Linked DNA regions of Rattus norvegicus: region 1 is linked to region 2. The links are chromatin contacts, called in public Hi-C maps. All regions are on one chromosome and are shown on one strand. Each heading gives the region's core, a stretch centred on a gene start, on an enhancer-like site or on the middle of the called end of the contact. The rest is flanking DNA. Distances are from core to core; before and after follow the strand shown.

Region 1 (6,433 bases), core at 2,858-5,357, 110 kb before region 2:
AGTGACCTTACAGTCTCAGGTATCCTCCCTTCACCTGGATCATAGTTCAAAATCCTGTCATGTTTTGAATGTCCAGGCTGCATTCCCTATAGTGCTGGTGAAATTCCAAAGCTTACTTTTTTAAATGAGAGAGTGCAGTAGATGTAATTAAGATGTAGAGTTGATGCCTAACTTTGATCAAATTGAAATGAAATGAGCATCCACCAATTTGGATTTTTAGCATAGAAGTCTAAGCAAATTTCCCTGTGCTCTTGTAATAGCTGCATCATATTCTTAATCAGTTTTTCCACTCTTATTGCTCTCATCACACGTGCAAAGCATTTCATTCTCAAGGGGCTGACCATATGTTCTCTCTGCTATGAGTCTACGAGTGTTTTCTAGTGCGTGTAGAGATGGTGATATACTAACCCGTCAGCATGAACTGGTAGGCATTATCAGAGATGGAGAAGATGTGGGGCGGGGCCTCCTGTCGCTTTTTGCCTCGGTAAGCTGCCACCACCTCGGGGTTGTACACCGGCAACCACTTGTAGGGGTTGACAGTGACACAGAAGAGCCCCGAATAAGTCTGTGCACAGAGAAAAGGATACTTAGTCAGCAAACACCTCATTACTCTGACTTAGAAATACTATAGTGTGGGCAAGGGGAGAGGCTCTAAGGAAGTGTGGGGTCCTTGTGAGCCTTCGTGGTTGCATCCATTGGCAACTTCCTTCCCCATTGTCCGCTGCAGCACTAGTGTTCCAGTTAGCCAACTAACGTGGTTAAGCAGAGAGCTATCCGCACATTCATGTTTAAAGATGCTATAATTTACAACACTGACATAATAGGACATTTCAACAACAGAAAGTGCACGGACTTGATGAAATACGACAGAGGACACTCACGTAGATCATCCAGGCTGCATAACGCTCTTTGAGGTTGTACAGCACAGCGGGCTCGTGGAGGTGGGTCATCATGGCCATGTCCTCGATCTTGTCGTACTTGGGAGGGTTCATGGAGAAGACTTGATCTTCTTTAACTGTGACAGTCTGTTAAGAATGGAAGGATCCAGTTAGTGCTGACTAATTAGCAGAAGAAGAGTATTCATGTTTCCCTACCTCTCCCACTTCTTGCTTTTACTCACAGCTCCACCTTCGGTCTTGGCCGTCACCTTCCCCCCTTCCCTGCTCTGCACGGTTGCTTTCACATAGGACTCCTTAGCATCCACCACAAACACTGATGACTTGGCATCAAAAGGCTTGTTCTGAGCCTCGATTCGCTCCTTTTCAGACTTCCGGAGGTAAGGAGCAGCCTCCCCAAAAACGGCCATCTCGGCGTCGGAACTCATGGCTGCGAGCTATTGGGGGCAGCTTAGGGCCAGGTGCACCTAGAGGAAGAAATGTACATGAATGATAACCCTGGCCTGTGGGTTTCCATGTTAACAGGCTTAGTTTGCTCACTCTCTTATGCCTTTTCGGGTTCTCCCGTGGAATGTGCCAGGAGCTAAGAGAAGACAAGCGTACCTAATAGCCCTGTGTTGAGAGTTTAACTTTTTGTGACCTTTTAAGCCTTGGTTCTTCCTTCTGTTTTATAAACTAGAGTTGAGAGCTGTGGGGGAGGGGATGAGAACCATCCAGCCACATTTGTCAGGCTATAATGTGCTCAGCACCTTTTGTTGTTTCTGTGTGTTCTTTTTTTTAACCCCCTTTCCTTTCCCTACCCATCTGTTTCCATTGCTTGCTTGTTTGTTCGTTTGTCAATGTGGTGATACAAAGAAATAGAAAATAATTTTTCTAATTGTTTCATCTTAACGAACCTATTTTTAGAAACCTAAACACTGCTCAGTATGATGGTATACACTTTTAATTCTAGCCCTTGGGAGACAGAGGCAGGCAGATCTCTGTGAGTTTGAGGCCAGCCTGGTCTTCATAATTCCAGGACAGCCAAGGCTACATAATAGAGAGATTCTGTCTCCAAAAATATTTAGCCATTTTTCCTTGCCACAAACTATTAAAGCTGAATGCCAAAAACCACTAAGTTTGGATGTAAGAAAAAAACCATCTCAATTCAGGTTAATATTTTATGCACACAGACTTGTAGTTAACTGACAAGAATTAAAGGAAAAAATACCCATGATGGATATTAATAAAATATTAGTATGGGGAGAACTATGAAATAATCACAAATGATCTTATCCCAGGTCAAAACCAAGTCCCTGCTGTCAGTTTTTAAACTGTGCACAAATTGTCACTCTTATCTGGGCAAAAATAACTCCAAAGGATTGCTTGAGAAAAACAAGCATCTGCATTTTAATGAGACTGCCCAGTAGTTCCCTATCAAAGTCTGTCTCTCCCAGTTTTTAACTGGCTTTGGCCTCCCCCTTGTTTCTGCCTGGTCCTTACTGCATCAGGCTTATGACCTCCCACTCTCCTACCCTCTCTATTTGAAAACATCACATTTCTAATTTCTCTCCTGAAATGAATAGCCACTATGAAATCTCAAGCCAAAACCAATTCGCAACTTTTTTTTTTCCAACTGACAAATCCTGGTCAGATAAAACAACTCCCTCTCTGGCCAGAGTAAAAGCTGGTGACCTCTGGAGTGGAGGAGGGGACAGGACAGAGGACAGCATGTTGGTATAGTGACTGTCAGTGATGACAAAGGCTCCAATCTTTCCTAGACTTTCCATAAAACATCTCAGACTTCTCTTAGAAACAGTGACCCTCTTCCCAACATAGATACAAAATTTCCCACACACTGTAGCTTAGAATCAACAAAAGGCTTATGGGGAGACATGGAAATTGAGACCTATTTTCAAGGGACAGGTATTGAAATGTTGGGTGTTAGCATTTTTCCCTTCAAATGCTATTCTGTGACTTTGTTTGGGGGCGGGGCTAATGAAGCACATTTGAATCAATTACTCTGCCCTAGTGATTGATGTTGTGCAGTGGATCCTGCACCAAAAGGACACCATCCCTCTGCTCTTGTCTCGCAGTCCTTTGTCACCTTTGAGTCACAAGCCTTCACTTTGTTGTGTGGTGTTGGGCTCTGTCCACGAAGTGGTAATCACCTCCAGTGTCAACAAGTTAACATTTATTCCCTTGTAAGCTATAGATTTTCTATTTTTTCTAAATTTGTTTTACTTAATATATTAACCACAAACCTATATGTTCTATATATACATATATATGTTCTTCACATACATCTCCTCATGCAGAAAATGGGAGACCCACTGAGCGTTTTGATTGGTGGAAGAGTCCTTGGGAACCACTGACTTAGATATTAGACAAGAGCCAGAGAGACACTAGCAGCCAACTTAAACTTGCCCTTCTGATTTTACTGATGAGAAAACTAAGGTTCAGCCAGGTAAAGGGTCACCCAGGGTCACCAAGAGGTGGTAAGAGGCAGTGGTGAGCTATGAGCCTGGCAGTCTAGGTCCAGGCCTAGTGTTAATGCTCTTGAATCACACATGTTTGAAGACACGTAAAAGCTAGCTGGCATGGCCCAGGGAGTTGAATCAGTGAAAAGCCTAGATTGGCATCCAGAAATTTTGAGTTCTGGTACAATGTTTGGGTTTTTTTTTTTTTTACATTTTTCTATATAGCTTCTTTCATTGAACTGCATAGCAGTTCATATTAAATATACACGAGGGTTGCCTTCTTCATCGAGTTCCAACAAAATGCAAAAGAGAAATGGCATAAAACTTTGTTCAATTAAATGGCTTTAAAAGGCAAAGTTTCATGAGAAGCTATTTTAAAAGACCAGTCGCTCCTATGCCCAATAGAAAGGCAGAAAACAAAATAGCCACTCATTAAAATGTTACGATAGAGAAAGCCCTTTGTTCTTCGGAAGGTAATAATAAATTTCTCTTACCTCTTGTGTTACCAGATGAAGAAGGAGGCAGGCTGAGTCAGACAAGTACTGTTGAAAGAAAAAAAGAGAGATACTGGGTATTTTTCTTCCTATTCAATCACAAAATCTTAGAACTATATTGTATGCAACGCCTTTCTCAGGGATGTTGACTGTACTTAATGCTTGGGAAGGAATAGCCATCTCCCTCACAGGGAAACTCCCTCACATCAGGAGTGCACAACTAGCCAAGTGTTCTGCCACACATACTTACCTTTACGGATTTGAGGAAGGACAGGACAGAGGCACCAAAGCTTCACTTTTATAGAGGCCGTTCTGCAAACACAGCAGCCACCTCAGCTGTCCTAGCTGGGGACCTACTTGGCAAAACCATTTTTGGCAATCTCTTTGCACAATATTCACTGACTGTGGCTGTGAATGGATATAATTAGAAATATTTCTTGTCATCTATAAATAATTTGACAGGGGATGATCTAGGGTTCTTTATAGGCATCTGATAGGGAATGAGGATCCAGGGTTTCGGAGGGTGTTTCTCCGGCTTGGGTGTTGTATCATTCATCACGGAATTCAAAGCCAGGTCCCTACTTACTCCCGTGCCTATAAGGCTGTCTCGACAGGGTGAGCCTGGTGTGAGGAGAGTAGTACTAATTAATCTGCTAGTGCTTAGAGCCATTACAGAGTCTGGAATGAACTTTAGATATGACACTGAGTGATGGATATTAAGATAAAGTTCTGAGGCAAGGGCTGGGGTTTCAGAAAGACCGGTAATAGATTTCTTCTGAAGTCTGAACGTGTAGCCATGAGAGAGAAAGTAAACTCCCAGATTAGGTCATGGCGGTGGTACAGTCAGAACGAGGGAGTCAGAACGAGATGAACTTGGCTGGTCCCTTTCTGGAGGGTTTGTCATAGATGTGTCCTACTCACTCTTCCACTGCAGGGGCAACAGGGTGCTGTGTGATAGTCCACATGTGTTTCTACTGCATCACGGAAGGAGATACAGACGTGACCTCCTAGGACATGGGCAAATGCTCAGGGCCAGCGGTAGCTCCAGTGAGGTGGGTACTACCTACTTTTACTTGAGGTGGGAGGAAAGGCACGCTGTCCACAAAGCTCTCCTTGTGGACAGAGAAGGTGGGTGGATCGGCCCCCACAGTGCCTTTGGAAGGCAGAAATTGGATTTGACTAACTTGATCCAGGCACAGCTGTTGCTGAATGGGACAGGAAATCTACTCTAACTGCCCCTGTGATCTGGCATGGTATTATTCAACCATGGCCTCCTGATTTAAATTTCTAAATTCAGTAGAAGGTTGCCTTATAATTCTATTTGGTGAACTTGTCTTTCACCAGCTGGCAGGTTAAACCTTTGATACGTTTGCATTGTCTTTGAGTCTAAGGCTATGAAATAGTTTACCCTTCACAGCAGCAACCCACATGGGTGAGTGGATTACCCGGAGTGTTAGGCTCAAAGCCAGAAAAATAAAAAGTATTCGGACCCTCTAAGATTTTTTTCACTACTTATTTTTTTCACCTCTTTTGGGAGCTATTGTCACTATTATAGACATAATAATTACTTATTCAATACAGTTGGGTCTGAAAAATGAAAAGAAGAAAATTTGAATGGGGCTGGGACAGAGAGCACGTTTGTACACTAGTAGCTAAAAGTCCACTGTGGACCTTGTCATCAGACCTTCAGTCATTTACAATCCTGAGAGCCCCAGAAACACAATGACTCAATAGTCATTGTGCTAGCAGGGACCACAATAGTAGACACCAGAGAACACCAGGGATCATGGGCAGGAAGAGAAGAGAAGCGACCTTGACAGAGGGTGAGCACGATTTCTCTGGGCTTGCTTGTCCAAGGGGTGTCTAAATAGAGAACACAGGAAAGGAATCTAAGCTCTTCTGTACTTGCGTGGTTCTTTATGACTACACACATGTGGGAAGGCCCATCTTACTCCAAAGCAGAGAAAGTTTTGGATGTGCTATTCAGCAGCCCAATAAACACTTCTTGCTGGTATTTCCCCCTATTATCCTCACAGATGAGGAAATACAGGTTTCTGAGAGTTTGTGTTTTTTTTTAATCACATCTGGGTGAAATTTAACACTGTTTAAACCTTGCATGGTCATAAAGGTAAATTGTGTGTTGTAAGTTACTGTGTTGAGCTATATCACCGTGTGTGAATTGGTATATAATGTCATTCCTGCACATCTCTATGAAATGCTCAGGACAGTGTCACTAGGGGGCGCTGAGGCACACATTCCTCCCTTAGGGATACCGGTCACATGGACTCCTGAATCTCCAAGGGAGTTAAAGTGATCGTAAAGATTGTAGGTGCTTAGGGAATGTCCAGTAGACAAGTTTTTCAAGTTTTGACATAAATTTTTTAAACAGAGTTGAAATCCAGATTGGAGATATTCATAGCATAGGTTTTGTGGTGTCCAGCCATGAATAACATCAATAAAACGTCTTTAAAAAAAAAAAACAAAACAGCAAGTCCAATTTGTATTTGTTTTCTTTCAAATCATCCTGAGACTCCTATAACATCGCAACTGAGAAGAATTAAAGATTCATTTCTATGTCAGTCCT
Region 2 (6,240 bases), core at 3,194-5,693:
GTAAGATCACCAGTGGAAGGGGAAGCCCTTGGCCCTGCCAAGACTGAACCCCCAGTGAACGTGATTGTTGGGGGGAGGGCGGTAATGGGGGGAGGTTGGGGAGGGGAACACCCATAGAGAAGGGGAGGAGGAGGGATTAGGGGGATATTGGCCTGGAAACCGGGAAAGAGAATAACAATTGAAATTTAAATAAGAAATACCCAATTTAATAAAGATGGAGGGAAAAAATTTAAAAAAAAAAAAAAGAAAGAAAGAAATGGCAGTATAGGCCTTTAAGACCAGCACTTGGGAGGCAAAGGCAGATTTCTGTAGATTTGAGAATAGATTGGCCTACCTCAAAAGTCCCAGGGCAAACAGGGCTTCATCATGAGACTTTAGTTTATGTGTTTGTCTGTGTACATGTGTGTGTGTGTGTGTGTGTGTGTGTGTGTGTTTAAGTATTTCTTAGTCAATGAAAAATCATTTTTAAGAGTGAGTGAAATATCTGTGGACCTTACATATCAAGGCAGTGAGTGGTTCTTAATTTGGAGATGTGGAGGGGGGCACAAACATCTGAGATTCTAATGAAAGACTTCCCCTAAAAATTCTATAAAAACCTAAGATGCTTTTGTTCAATTTCTGCGAATTTCCAGAGTCCCTGAAACCCAGTCCTACCCCCAACCCCTGACTTCCTGACCCCAGGCTAAGTGCGTCTGCGCACATGGTCCAGAGGCTCGCACACCACTCTGCTCTCGCACCCGGGTTCTTCCGGAGGAGTCAGGAGGGGAGTCAGAATGCCTGACAGCTATTTTTACGAGCGCGTCAGCAGTTCATCACCCCAGATTGAATTTCCCCAGAAGGTAGATTTTCGCTGACATCTTAATACTTGGAAAGGAGCGGCTGATCCTTGAGTAGTGAAGGGATGGCAGCAAGTGGCCAGAGGAGCCACAAACAGAAGCTGATCTGTGTCGGGGAAGCGTCCAGGTTTCTCATCTGCCTTTAGACACCCTCGGCTTCTTTTTAAAGTTCTGCAGTGTCACTCCCCCTCACACAAGGCCGCTATGCTTCCCACCTCGCCATTAACACAGATGGATTTTTTTTTTTTTGTGACTTTGCTTATACATTTTTAAAGAAGCAAGAGACATAAAAGAGCCTATTTCCACTCCTAAAATGCCAATCAATATTCTTTGTACTTTTCCAAAATGCACATAGGATGAAGGTTTGTATCTGCCCCCTTTGGGTCTGCTTTAAAGTGTTTTAATGGCCAAGCCTGCCTTTCTGAGAGCGGATCTCCTCAGTAACACACTTTTTATTAAGTCTCAGCACTACCAGCAGATATACAGTCTGTACCAAATCTGATTAAATGTGCTGTGCCTGCCTGGGCTGTGAGTGTCTTGCACGCAGGGTCCCCAGAGAAGAGCTGTTCTCCTCAGTGCCCGCCCAGTCCCCCATCTGCATAATTAAAATGTCTTTTAAAAATTAACTTGGAAAAGAGAGGTCTGGGTATTAATATAACATTATCTAAGAATTTTAGAGGCTTGTTGCTTTTAGAACATAATGATTTTCTATTTTTGATGTACTGGGGTTCAAACCTTGGATCCTGTGCATGCTAGGCAAGCCCTCGGTCACTGAGCTTAAGTCCCCAGCCCGAAACATGATTGTGTTTGATGGAGATGCAGCTGGCTGAGTTTTTAGTCTTTTGTGTCTTTGAGAATACTTTCTGCAGCTGGCATTGAGAACCTACCCTGGAGTTATCCAGCCGGCCTTTGCAGGTTCTTCCCTCGTGGCCTTCCCTCATAAACTCTTGCTCCCTGTCATACAGGAGTCCATTTCCTTGTACAAGCCCTTTCCTGCATCTCCATCCTCATTGGTGCCCTCTGGCCTAATGCCACATGGTCATTTATTTTGGGTCACTGTGCTCCAGAAACAAATACAGATTTTTCATAATCAGTTACTGTTCATGCCTGTCGCTGGCTCTCGCTTTCTTTGAGCTGCTTATGTAACGTGGGGAAACAAACCCGGGGCCTCACTCCTGATCATACTCCAACCTCCTCTAGTTCCCTTTCAATGTCTGCAGAATCTTGTCTCTCCCACTCGTGGGAAAGCTGAGCTATAACCTTCCCTCCACAACTCTGTGTGAATATTGACTATATCCAGATATTCCAAACTCTGACGATTAAAAGCAAAACTGTTTCCTGTGAGTTTATAATCGTGTGAGATTATACCTATTGTACATGCAGATTGTGAGTAAGCGTACAAACGAAGACAGTAACTCCAGAAGTGCGGAGAACGAAGTCAAGGGATGTGCTGAATGTGGGAAGGTGACACTGGTGAGGAAGGAATCAGGTTGCCATCTATGGAGTAGAGCATGGCAGTCGTGAAGACATCAGGGGAGAGACCGCTCCAGCAGCAAATGCAAGGATGCTAGGTAGGCACTCAGCATGTGTGTGGCCATGAGTTTCCCAGGGAGCAAAAGGTTTTCTAAAAGATGTCCCTCTGTCCTGCAGCACCAAGTGCCTAACAAGGGCATCAGCTGCTTAGTCCTAAGACTCTCTCCCATGAGGAGTCTGTCCACCTTCCTGGGACTGGCACAGTGTAGGGCACCTATTAGGAACTAAGACTGAGGAAGGAAGGAATGGGTTCTTGCGAGTAGCTCCCAGCCCATTCATGAACCTAAACTCATGACTAAGCTTGATTTCTGTGTGGCAGTGTTTACTGGCACAACCTTGTTATTTTAATCAACCTGAAGCATTGGGCTCGTCCATGGCTTGGGATAGCCGGTGTAGAACTGGTTTTCGATTAATTGGAAAGGCCCTTTTAGCCCCATGGGACACATCCAGAAGGGCTATTATTTGCATCAACGTAGTGACCCCTCCCCCTTCCAGTTGCATGTCTGAATGAAAGTCTTTCCTTGGTGATCGTCACCAAGCTCAGTGTTGCGACAAACATTCCTTGGACCATTTTTTGTTAAAAAAAAAAATGGAATTTACAACATGGAGTTTACACTTAAGGCTAAGGGCTTGCCAATGGGCTGACCCCTGGGTCTGACCTCACTTTGGCTTTTAATTTTGTCTTGGGTAACGTGCCTTCTGTTCGATGACCATGAGCCGCAGAGTCTGCGAGTAGACTCTAAATTTATGTTATCCACTAAGCTCGATCTGTGCTGTAGGTACTTTGAGCATCCAACACGCACTAAGAATCATGATGTCAGTACCTACGGCGAAGCAGGGAGGACCCGGCAAAAGCAAACAGCTACGCTTCCACAGAACCTATGGAAGGCCGGTTAAGAATGCCAATATGGACGTGGGGAGGCTTGAGGCTCTCGGAGTGTGGCATGATCATAGCGATGGGAGAAAGGTCACTCCAGGTTGAAAAAGTCTTCCACTGGGTGTGGATGATAACAATTTTTTTTGTTCATGCTTTTAAAGATTTACTGTTTATTTATGTGTGTGGGCACACGTATTTACATGGCGAGGATCCACACAAGCAAGAGGAAGGCATAGGATCCCCTGAAACTAGAGTCGCTGTTGGTTGTGAGCCACCTGACACGGATACTGGGAGATGAATTCTCACCCTCGGCAACTGCAGCAAGGGCCTTAGTCACTCAGCCATTATTTCTAAAAGGTAGGTTTTCCTGAGAGAATGAAGTAGCAGTCATTCCAGCAGGTAGCACACAAAAGCATGCTTACCACATGGTCTAAGAAAGCTTGGTGAGTCTTGGAGAAGAGTCAGCTGCCCAGAGTGACCACTGGGTGGGATGAGGAATAGGAAAGGAGGCCAGAATGCGCTAGAGCACTCTAGGTTCTCAACCTGTGGGTCAAGACCCCCACAGGCATCTCATATCAGATACACTGCTCTAGAGCGACAGGAAAAGATGGAGGATAAAGGGTCTTTAACATCCCAACTTGGGATGCTACGGAGCGGACGTGGCTCATCAGAAAACCTCAGTGCTTTCCTACTCATCTTGCCATCACCATTGGTGGTAGCCTGAGCTCTGAAGAATAGGGTGGAGGAGGCAGACATGGGCTTTGGTGCATACCCAAATAGAGAGCTTTTCTGAGCCCCTAAACCTCATTTATTTGTGGCTCTAGCAAATCATTTCCTTCCTCGAAAGGCTCTTTATTCATAGAACAGAGGTAAGACTAGCACCTATCTCGAGAGCCTGAAAAGGGAATGGAAGGACGTGTGAGGGACTCAGTACTGTGCACAGCACATAGGGAAGTGCTCAGAAGATGCAGAGTGGGTTCGTAATAACAAGCAATGAGTATAGCATGACGGAATTGAGTTCGGTTTCCTTGACGAGGGTCGACAGAGAAACCCAGTGTCGGGCAGATCAACTGAGGTCGCTTGACCTGATAGAGTTTCTGAGGACATTCCCAGCAGGCGCTGTAGCTCTGGCCCCAGCTCTCAGCCAGATTCAGAGTCAAGAGGCCATGCCTGGCAGGCTCATCCTGTCCTCGGATTTCTTACCCCAGAGGGATCAAGGAAAGGGAGCCCAGGCCTTGGATTATAAAGACATTCTTGCTTCTCCCTGTGTAAGACGATAATGCCAAAGGACCCTGGCGCCAGGCACAGGAATGCAGCCTGTCCAAGGTTCCTTGTCCCCACACAAGATCACTAAGTGCTTGCTGGTATTAGACCCTGGAGACTATCTTAAAAGTCCTTGTTTCTCCTGCTTGTTTTTGTTTGACAGCAGTGTTGTACAAGCTCATAAAGTATATAATTCTGCCTCTGGGAGTGCTTGACACAATTTTTTAAAAAAAAAGAAGCTTAAATGCACATTTTCAGAGTACTTTTGGGCTCACCTCAAAACCGACATCCCATCCCATACCCATTCTTACTCCTGTGTATTTGTCCCCAACATCAGTGTCAGGAGGTAATATTTGTCACAGCCAGCCTGCGCCCTAAGCCCTTGCTTTATACCAGGGCTCATCGTCAGTTGTGTATAGGCCCTGAGAGCTGCTGGCTTGTTCTACAAGTCATTGTCCCCCAGGGAGCACAGGCAAAGCCTGGGCAAAGATTATGGCGCTAAAGGTTTCAAATAACCTTATTTTATAAAGGAGTGTCTAAGGTTGGTTAGAAGAACAAAAGAAAAAGAGGAATAGAGAGAGGGAGGGAAAAGTAGCGAGAGGACCAATTATTTGCTCAGACAAATCCCACTCCCATCTCTAAAGCCCTGTGGAGATTAATGGCAATTCTTAACTAAAAATGTCCCATCTCTCTAGATTGTCACCTCCCATCCTGCCTCTGGCTCTGGGCTCTGCTCATCCCAGAGAGATAACACTATCTTTCTCTGGTGGCTTTTCCCCTGTATGGCTTCCAGGACCACCCAGTGAGCCACCCACCCACCCACCACCCATAGATTTAGGGAAAAGTTTGATTTTGAAATGGAGATCTCAGCAAAGGGCTGGGATTGCTCCGCTGAGCCTTTCTCTGGCGTTTATGGTGATTTATTTTATTTCGATTTCTCTTACAGAGTTCTCATAAGGAAATCTAAGTCAACCCCCAGCTTTGACAGGTGAAGTCCTCTGGGAGGCTAGCTGTTCCAGGAGCCAGGACAACACTGGAATGTCCTTCCAAACCAAGACCCAAACAGCTGAGGAGCTCCAGTTACCCAAGATGTGAGTGACAAAGACACTTCTGCCAGTTGGAGGCAGAGACAGGGGGCGGGAGGGTGGGAGGGGGTAAGAAAGGTAGTGCAGGGAAGGACAAGGAAGAAGGGCAAGGCAAGGGGTCGGGGTGGGGTGATGGGGGGTGATGAGCTGTAACTATCCAGAAGGCAGTGGACCTTCCTAGTCTCTAACTATATCCCTTCTGTGCCTTGGGAAACACGGAGTGGTTCCCATGTTGAATCTCAGGGCATCCTTGGTGAATTATTGATTCCCCCAGGATCATCAAGACACGCTTATAGAAAGTGACCGAAGTGAAGATACATGCACATACACTAGCAAGGCGAGTCTAGCCTAAATCTCTGATTCAGGATTTGAGAGATACAAGGTCTGTTCAAGCCGAATTAGAAACGCATGCCCACTAGGCTGTTCTTATTTTATCTTGTTTATGTTTCCTTGTACATGTTTTTCAAAACTAACTGGGGTACTGGGGGGAAAGGGTCATTCTTGAACATGAAATTTTAATTGGTTCTAAAATTTCCAAGAATAAGTTTTAAAATTTTTGCTGAGAAAGAGACAGAAGAATAAAGTCAAGGAGCTCACCTTGGCTAACTTGTGGGGTTGGAAGAAGGATTGAAGTGAGAGATAGGAG

The links. Hi-C and Micro-C count contacts between places; a contact is called where the count stands out from the background.
Region 1: a Hi-C map of the A7r5 cell line shows a contact between it and region 2, with 5 times the contacts expected there. The contact joins the promoter of Myh4 here to the enhancer-like site in region 2. A contact is called at or near these places in 9 of 12 Hi-C or Micro-C datasets (the A7r5 cell line, the Rat2 cell line, Schwann cells and 4 more).

The regions. Positions count from the first base shown.
Region 1 is chr10:52,419,822-52,426,254 of GRCr8, reverse strand. Myh4 (myosin heavy chain 4) reads right to left here and starts at 4,107. Exons shown (of 40, transcript NM_019325.1): 1 at 4,100-4,107; 2 at 3,850-3,897; 3 at 1,121-1,363; 4 at 882-1,025; 5 at 409-565. The coding sequence starts at 1,324. LOC102555216 (a long non-coding RNA gene) reads left to right here and starts at 4,313. Exons shown (of 3, transcript XR_357692.5): 1 at 4,313-4,464; 2 at 4,784-4,901.
Region 2 is chr10:52,310,519-52,316,758 of GRCr8, reverse strand. LOC103693350 (a long non-coding RNA gene) reads left to right here. Exons shown (of 10, transcript XR_005490317.2): 7 at 2,220-2,407; 8 at 3,408-3,603; 9 at 5,456-5,600. Among named protein-coding and RNA genes, the nearest start is that of Myh2, 42 kb to the left of the region's middle. Within about 2 kb of position 4,443, at least 2 of the 93 cell types and tissues checked have an H3K27ac peak or open chromatin away from gene starts, as enhancers often do.